Regions from separate parts of the Rattus norvegicus genome. Here region 2 is linked to region 1. A link is a contact called in public Hi-C data. All regions are on one chromosome and are shown on one strand. Each heading gives the region's core, a stretch centred on a gene start, on an enhancer-like site or on the middle of the called end of the contact. The rest is flanking DNA. Distances are from core to core; before and after follow the strand shown. Region 1 has its middle 29 kb from the start of Noxa1. Region 2 holds the start of Nrarp (Notch-regulated ankyrin repeat protein).

Region 1 (4,165 bases), core at 102-2,601:
AGACGCACAGTGACCTATGCACAGCTGCCCCATCTCTCCCAGGAGCATCTACAGGTCTAGAAGGTCAGCGTAGTCAGTCCTGGGGATGTGCAGCAGAGAACAAAGTGCACACATGCCTCGGAGGTCTGAGGGCAACATATCAACTTCCTGGGGCTACAGTTCCTCAGAGCTCTATTTAAAGAGACCTCACTGTCATCCAGCTCCAAGGAGTTGGGAAGTGGAAGGAGAGTCAGATCTGTCTCCAGGCTGTCATGGTTATTTGAAATAACCAAACCAACTTCTTTTTAGGTAATGGGCATTCACAGCCTGGGAATCATCTGATGGGGAGTGGGCGGAGCTGAGACCTTCCCACCGCCCGTCGGAGCACATGCTGGCCCTGAGTACCAGCACGTACCGTAGCCTGGGATACTATTAATATTTCCATATATCGCGCTCCCATCAGGAGCAAAAACAAGCAGCATGCACAGCAGCAGAGCCGTCCGGCACCCCACCCCCGCCCCCCAAGGCTCAGAGCCCAAAATAGCGGCCTGGGAAAGGCTTGGCGGCATCTAGCCCAAGGGGTTCGGGCTGGGCTTCCCCTGGGCTGACCCAATGCCTCCATAGCTGGCTCTTATCCAGGGGGCTTGGCCTCACCAGGCCCCATGGGGCACAGGGCGTGGGATGATCTCAGGGCAGGGGGAAGGTATGCACGGTTTGAAGGGGAATACAGGATCTGAGGACGGTCTTAGGATCTGCAGGGGGCAGAGGAGGCTGGGTGTGATCACCAGGACATACCTACAACTTCACACAAGGGTCTTCTGGGTCACAGGTCCTCCGGAAGCTGCAGGATATCAGGGAAAGGAAGGATACCCAGCACCCCGTACACATGTCATGTTAGGACCATGCCCTCTCAGAGTCCCCTAAGGCCCCTCTCCTGGCCCTGACCTGCCTCCATCAGGGACAGGGGAGCCAAAAACTGGGCTATTCTCTTCTGATTGTGGCTTCAGACTCTCTGCCCAGTGACTTGGGGAGAAGGAAGGCTGGAAGGGGTGGTAAGTGACAATGGGTGAAGGGTCTGGGACTTCCCACAACTTCAACTTTACTGTTAGTGTCCTACTGATGTTCCAGATGGTCTGTCTTCCCCAAGCCCAGCCCGACTGGGAGGCTTGTCCCAGGGTGGGCTCTGCTTCTTAGGTGTGGAGGCTCAAACCTCATCTGTTAGGTAGGTTGTGACATGGGCTACCCAGGAGCATCCTGGGAGCTAGAGATGCTCCTTTATCCTTTCTATATGGGGTCATTTAGAGCAGAGCACAATCAGGCTAGTTTATATCTGCCAGGCAGGAGCTCCCCGTGCACTAGGCTGCCCTCTAGTGGCCAGGTGGCCTGGTGCGTGGCCAGCACTCCTAGGTTCAAAGCCGCATTGTCCATCCAGTGTGGATCTGCAGAGGCAGCAGGAAGGTTGGCAGGAGGCTTTTATTTTTATGGCCTACCTGGGCAGGACAAGGGAGAAGCCTTCCCAGTCCTATTTAGCTACCGCCAGCTGCCCTTGCTGGTTGAGGGGAAGCAACAGAACCCAGAGCCACCTCCTGCAGGAAGCCCACTGCTTTGGCCCAGCTTGAGCTCCAGGGTCCTTTGTGGCCTATTATATGGTTGGACCAGCCTAGGAATCTTTCCTGCTGAACCTTCTCTGAGGCCATGACAGAACGGTGCTTGGGTGACCTGGCAAGCCCAGGCTCGCAATGAAGAGTCCCTGCCTGTCCAGTACAAGGTAGAGGCTGACGAGGAGGCCTGGATGCTGGTTCCACAGGAGAGAGAGGTCAGGACCAGCTGATGGAGGTACTAGGACCCTTTGCTGACCCTCCACTACCCAGGTGGGGCACTCCGAGCTGTATAACCAGCCAGCTGGGTCAGAGTAGCCCTGAGGGAACTGTCTCCCCTGCTCTCCCACTCTCCTGAACGGCAGGAGGGCTGGGCAGGTGCCCAGGCTGGCTTAGGACCAGACTGCATGGCTGGCCTAGGACCTCAGTGCCAGCCCAGCCTCCCACCTCTGGGCCGGCCTGAAGCCAAACACTTTTTTTTTTTTTTTTTTTTTTTTGCAAAGCTATCTTTTTACCTTGATAAGCTGTTTTAAAAATGTAAATAAAATAACTCAGCAGACAAAAGCAGGCATTGATTCTGGCCAGCGCCAGCCGCTGCCCTCGACATGAAATATCGAGGCACATTGAGTCGTGAGTCCTTGCTAATCCGGGCAGACAGGCTTGAATGGGGCCCCTTTGGACGGGCGCGGTGGTGGGCACTGGAGCATGCACCGCCTGCTGGGCGGCCCTGCTCCTGGACAATGGCTTTTCTTCTCAGAAAGGGCCTGTGCGGGACAAGAGCCCCCTTTGTGTAGGATGTCTGCCTTGGAGAGCAAGAGAGGCACATTCAGCAGCCCCAGACACTCTTTGTAAAGCTTCAGTGTAACAGAAGACACCCGAAACACTAGCTTGCCTTCTGCCTCCCAGCACTCTTTCTAGGCACAGCAGCCATTCAGCCTTTAGAATGGCTGGGGGGTGAAGGGGGGCAACACCCAACTCCACATTGTCCCTGGGTGTGTGGCCATCTTGGTTCCTCAGTTCCCCTCAATAGTTTTGAGGGGCAGGTGTGACAGGAAATGAAGCTATGTGAGTTGTGGTACTGCTGACACATGGCCTCCTCTCAGGGCCAACCAAGGTCTGAGAGGTTTAGGTGGCTCCTGGTGGCCCCCAGGCACTGTCCTGTTGCTGAAGTGTGCTCCTCTTTGGTTCTCAGTGGCAACACAGCTTAAGTCATGATGCCTTTCACCGAGTGGTGGCCTCATTGAGTTCAGCAGGCATGCACGGCCATGTTCCACTTGAGGTATCTTTAACCATAAGCTGGGTCTGTATATCTTAGGCTGCATGATAAAAGCCTCTCCTTCTCCAAGGCCTCATACAGACCTGGGCCTCCTGACTGAGTCTGGGACTCTGAATATGGAACTTTAGGACTGGATGTTCCTCTTATAACCTCCTGGGCTTACACCCACGATGTCAATGCTAATAAAGTTAACTCAGAACTCACAATGCCAACAGCACACAAGTTCTCCAGAGACTCCGACCTAGGATGTGGGCAGCACATGCTGGGCAGTCTCAGCCCTTCAAGTGTTTCTCTCTGGGGTGCCTGCTGACCTACTCAGCAAACAGACAGATTAATCAGCTGACAACAGGACAAAGGACAGGAGGGTGGCCTGCCAGCCTAGGTATGTTTGCCACATGCTACACATAGTCTTGTTGAAGTTCTTTGGCAAGATTGGACCGCTGTGAGGGGCTGGTCGGCATTCTCAGAAGGGCTCCTCTGGGCCTGTGATGAGCAGGCTTCTGGATAGTAACATTGGGGTGGGATCTATACCTTGATACTTTCCCCAGATGAAGTAGTATGGGGGCTTCTGAGCCAGTCCCTGAGGCTCCAATTCTGGAAGGCCCACAGTCCCATATAGCCCTATGCGGAACTACAAACAGCTTCCTTCTGGCTTTTGCCTGCCCTCTTGAACACATGCACCGTGAAGCAGAAAAAGGGTCCCAACCCCCTTTTCTGAAGGCTATCAGAGGCATGGAGAGTCCTCTAGGTGGACTTTGCCCTCATGGCACAGATGGTGGGTCTGAGCTTGGAAGGAGCTCCGGTGTGTCCCGACTTGGGGAGCTCTCTGAGACGACCTTGACTGCACCGCCCGCAAATGTGCAGAAATACGCAATACCCAGTTTCCAGTGAGGCACTGTCCAGAACCCATGAGGATGTGGTAGTTAGCTTGAGGAGAGGGAGGCTTAGAGCTTGGGGCTGGCCTGGGCTGAGGGCTCAGATCCTCTGGCCTGGGCCAGTAGGTAGAAGGCGGGAAGGTGAGTGGGCTGAGTACAGGCTACACAGCCCTCAGGATGCTGAGAGTCAAGCTCACAGGCAGAGCCTGGACAGGGTGGCGAGTGGATGACTGCTTAACCTGACGAGGAGCTCAGCACACCCGGGAATGTCCAGGGCGTGGCTCACTTCCCCTCCTGTGCTGCCTGAGTGTGGCTGTGTCTGCAGCCAGCACTGCAGCTCACCGGCCACAGAGCCCTCTAGGGAGCCTCTGGCCACCAGTGCCGGCTGTTCTCAGTCATGTCCAACCATCTGGCCAGAGGGTCATCCAGTGCAGCCG
Region 2 (4,747 bases), core at 123-2,622, 58 kb before region 1:
AGTGCAACCAAGAAATGGTAGACTCAAGTTTTTAGTTTTAAGGAAAAAAAAATGCATCTTTCTCCCATAACCACGCACAATATTTCCAAACAAAAAACTCAGGCGCACAAACTTCACCCACAAATATACACACACGTGATAAATAGTTGAGGACATCAGGAACCCGGAGCGTCCCCTTCCCTCGTGAGAGGGCGCGCAGATGGTGGAGCCCGGTAGTGGCTGCTTGGCGGCCGCCAGTTGTGGGAGCCACAGTGCGGGCGGGCGGGTCTCACGGGCGGCGGCGGGAGCGCGAGTCCGCCCGCGTCTTTCACCTTCCGGAGAAAACATTTCAAGCGGAGGATCCGGTATCTCGGGATTCCGAAGTCTCCCGGTGTGAGACTCAAATTTCAAAATGGACTGGAGCCTGCGCCCCGCCCCCACCCTCTAGGCGGTCGGGGGCCGTGGGAAGGCTCTGGGGCCCTGCGGGGCTCAGAAGACTGCCCAGGGGAGGCGCTCTATTGCGGAGGCTCGAACTAAGGGGGCCACGGACGCGCTACTTTGGTCGTGGCCGTGGACATAGAGACCTAGCCCGATTTCCACGCGGACCAGCAAACCTGGCGCACACCGAGGTAGTTGGCGGGAAGGTACAGCAGAGACGACGCAGGTGAGGCCAGGGTCCGGGGTCGGGGTGGCTATCACCGGCCGCTGGCCGCGTACTTGGCCTTGGTGATGAGATAGAGCACGATGTCCTGGTGGCCCCCGAAAGCGGCGATGTGCAGTGCGCTCCAGCCGTCGCGGTTGGCTAGGCGGATGTCTGCGCCGAATTTGACTAGCAGCTTCACCAGCTCCAGGTTGCCGTCGATGACTGACTGGTGTAGTGCTGTCTGGCCCTCCGGCCCGAACGAGTTCACGTTGAATTCGCAGTTAGTCATGTTCTGCAGCAGCGACTGAAGCTCCTGTGTGTTGCCCTTGCGCACCGCTTCCTGGAAGATGCGCTGCGTCTGTGGCGCCGAGCAGGTGGACAGCTCGGCTTGGCTCATGCTGCCGCAGAGCTAGGGCCCCGGGCCGCGCCCCGGCTCAGCGCGGGCGGCGGCTGCAATGCGGGCCCCGGGCTGTCTCGGGGCGTGTCTCGAGGTACGCCTCGGCGCATGGAGGGCGCTGCGCCCTCGGGCCCCGCACGCCGCCTCTGCGCACTCCGGGCGCTGGGGGCCGAGGGCCGCAGGCGCGGGACCCCTGCTGCATCCAGCCGCGCCCAAGCGGGCGGGCGACAGGGCTGAGTGCTGGTTCGCAGGACCTGGAGTAGCCGGGAGGCCGCGACACTCGCAGTCGTGGTCCCTTCGAGGTTAGGCTTCGCTCCAGCGGAACTCCACCCGCGTCCCTTTGCAAAACAGTTCTAATTCGCCCGCAGCTTCCCGGAGTTTTTACGGTTGGTTCTTATATTTGCATAACAATGGATGCTCTTGACGCACACACCAGGGCACTTTCGATTGGGTGGTGCCCACGTGGGGGCGGGGCGGAGGCGGGGTCGTGCGGCTGCTCCCTCCTGGATAGAGGGCGCTGATCTCAGCCAGCACCAGACGGGGTGGTCAGGCGGCCTCAGGGGTTTTCCAGCACCACTGCCGGATCCTGGGTCTGGTTGCTCCGGTGTATAGCCGCCTTCCGCAGTTTTCTTCTTCCTTCATAGATGTCGGGAATTGTGAGTTCCTCGAGCAGACACTCCCAGGCTGGGACCTAGTGTTCACTGTGGCAATTCCACGAAGTTGCGTAGTCCTCCATCACTCTCGTCCTTTCTACTCAAGTGTAACTTCCCAGGGAGCTTGAGCAGCAATTGTGTTTGGCCCCTTTACACTGATGAAAGGCGCTCCATGCCCTTAAGCCACCCCCACTGTAGGGGTTTCTTTGGCAGGCTGGTATATATTCTCTCTCTCTCTCTCTCTCTCTCTCTCTCTCTCTCTCTCTCTCTCTCTCTGTTATGGTGTGCAGTCTCACCACTCCTCCTTATGTGTTGTTTCCACTGCTTAGCCCTTGTCAGCATTCGCGACACATAGGGCTGGCTGGTGAGACCCACAGCATTGCCCTCTGAGGGAGCTTTGAAATGACTCATTTCCCAACCATAAGCCCCACGTTTTATTGACCACTCTTAACAACTGACCAGGAGGCAGGAGGTGCTGGTGCTGGCTGGGAAGGCAAGGCTCCACATTTCCTCATCCTGTTTTACAGCTTACAGCTTCACTGTGGTTGCTGAAAATTAAGGAGGAATGATCTTAAGACTTGACAGAGCAGGAGGCAGGGCACGTCAGGACTTGATTTCCTCTGAAGCTAACTGGGAATTCCAAGCAGGCAACTGTAAGCCTCGGCTGGGCAGACCACCCTGCCAGGCTCCATCTGGGGAAGCTCATTTTGCTGGATGCTCACGCTCCAGACTCAGAACTATATCATACTCACATGACCCCAACCTTACTCTGAGCTCTGGGAGGAACCATAGGTAAATAGAATGGAGAAAGTAGGCTCTCTGTGACCATCTTTGGGCAGTTGCCAGTAGGTCAACTTGTTTAAGGGTCACGCTCACCTTTTGGTAGCCTAAGAACCTGAACCTCGTGTATCCAGCTTTGAGACCTCTCTGGTTTTCTTGCGATCCATGGTCTATTGGGTTCTGCCCATTTGGTCCCCTATCCCACACCTTATGCCTCACTGTTCCAAGATCTTGAGAGGAACCCGTATGGTTCTCTCCACTGTGCAGGTAGACTGAGGTGCAGTTGGGGATTCTGACTGATGCAGGCTGTGTCACAGAACACTAACCCAGAACAGGGAGCACAGGGAGAAAAGGGAGTTCCGGGAGCTCCCAGGAGGGGAGCATAGGAGGACAGGATCTGCTTCCTGGTTGGCCCGTGGTTTAATGCATTCGCATAGGGGCTGGGGATTTAGCTCAGTGGTAGAGCGCTTACCTAGGAAGCGCAAGGCCCTGGGTTCGGTCCCCAGCTCCGAAAAAAAGAACCAAAAAAAAAAAAATGCATTCGCATAGGGCTTCGAGGTATTAGACAGGCAGGAGTCAGAGACCACACCTTGGAGTGAGCAGAGCCCTTACTTTCACCAAGCCCAGGGCTGTCCCTTGAAGGTGAATGGGTCACTGGATGGGCCCCTACCTAGGTGGGCTCCAGCCTGGCCTGAGGAAGGGCATCTGAGATGCTTGCCCAGAGCAGAGCCTGGGAGAAAAGTCCTGTTGACATCCGCAGCAGGCGGCAGACAAAGGGGCCCTGTGTGAGCTCAGTGTGGGAACACTAGGCCGCCACCACAGGGGCTGTGAGAGCTGGAAGGCTCGGCTAGTTCTTGCAGAATAGCATGGCTGGTGTGGCAGTCCTATCGTAGTAAAAGCTTATCCTGAGGACATTTTGCCCTGTGTTAGGCTCATAGCACAGACAGATGTGCTTGGTGTGCCACCACCTCTGTGCAGCTGAGATGGAGCCGTGGTCAGCTTCCTGAAGGACTTCTTAGGTGGTGGCTACAGGATCCCCTTCTGGCTCACCCTCCTTTACCAGGGCTGTGCTCTGGCCCACACCCATGCCTTCCTGTAGCTGTCTCAGATAAGGAGGGGCTTGGGGAAGGCTGTGGGGCATTTGGTTTCTAGTAAGCACCACCCAAACGTTTGCTGGAGGATACTTCCAAAAGGTGGACATTTGTTCCATGCTATTGAAGAGAGGGGGGGGGGGAGGGTGCTCCCAGGAGTCTCAGGGGACCTAGTATTAATTCCAGTGTTTGTGATGTTCGCTTGGGATCTAGGAGGCCCCCTTCTGGCTGTGATACTGGACCCTGACCTTTATTCCCTGCTAATGACTAAGAATGCTGGCCCAGCAGCATCCTGACCACCATCTGCTCATTCCTAGAAGGAAACAGCGGGAAGGGCATCCTTCTCCCTCTCGATGATTGGCTCCCTTCCTGCTTAGGTGGGTGCTCAGCAGCCAGCAGCTGTGAGAGCAATGCTGTGAAGGGGTAGCATGTACAGTGTTCTGGAATCCCTGTTGGGGAAATCTGGGTGGAGTAGTCTAGGCAATCTGAGAGGCCATAGGAGGACAGCCCAGACAGGGCAGCTGGCCAAAGCTGGGCCAGGCCTGCAGCCACCTTAAAGGCGCTGAGCAGGGGAGGGAGGCCAGTGGGCAGTGGGGGGCGGGGCTTCCAGCTAATTCATTAAAATGTGTTGGGGAGCGTGGGAAAGAGGAGAGTGTTTCTTCCCAGCAGCCCAGACACCTGGTAGAAGAGAGAGGATAGGAATCAAATAACAAACACTGAGCTCCAGCCAGCCGGCAGAGCAGAGGAAGGAGGCCGGCAGGAACTGCAGCAGACAATCACTGTGACTAGGCTCCTGCTCATGCCACTCAGCATGGCAGGCCAACGCTGGATAGACACCATAGCTGCTCTGTTACCACTGTGACTATACCCAATCCTTGAGGCAACCTGTCTGTGCAGCTGAGAAAGCCCATAGTGCAACCAGTCTCCTAGGTTTGGGGCTTCCGGTGCCTGAACCTGCACGGGGCAAACAGCCTCCAGTCCCCTGAAATGGCGAGGGTGGCAGTGCTTCACTGCAAGTGATCCCTGTGCTGGGCAAAGAGGAGGCAGGAGCAAGGGAAACACATGGGACAGTGGGCATGGCTGGCCTGAGGATGGGCCTAGGGGCAGGATCAAGGTGGACGGCATGGTCAGGTCTCTTGCAACTTGACCTTTGGTCCTGCAGCTCCTAGGACGCAACCGTGCTGGGCAGCTATTAAATGCTCCT

The links. Hi-C and Micro-C count contacts between places; a contact is called where the count stands out from the background.
Region 2: a Hi-C map of kidney shows a contact between it and region 1, with 4 times the contacts expected there. The contact joins the promoter of Nrarp here to the enhancer-like site in region 1. A contact is called at or near these places in 11 of 12 Hi-C or Micro-C datasets (the A7r5 cell line, the Rat2 cell line, Schwann cells and 6 more) and 1 of 1 datasets of contacts at active chromatin or transcription factors (oligodendrocytes).

What each region holds. Positions count from the first base shown.
Region 1 is chr3:28,330,402-28,334,566 of GRCr8, reverse strand. No RefSeq gene overlaps it. Among named protein-coding and RNA genes, the nearest start is that of Noxa1, 29 kb to the right of the region's middle. Within about 2 kb of position 1,351, at least 13 of the 93 cell types and tissues checked have an H3K27ac peak or open chromatin away from gene starts, as enhancers often do. A contact at or near this core is called in Schwann cells, where this site is marked.
Region 2 is chr3:28,387,370-28,392,116 of GRCr8, reverse strand. Nrarp (Notch-regulated ankyrin repeat protein) reads right to left here and starts at 1,372. Exons shown (of 1, transcript NM_001143750.1): 1 at 1-1,372. The coding sequence starts at 1,019. The coding sequence ends at 675.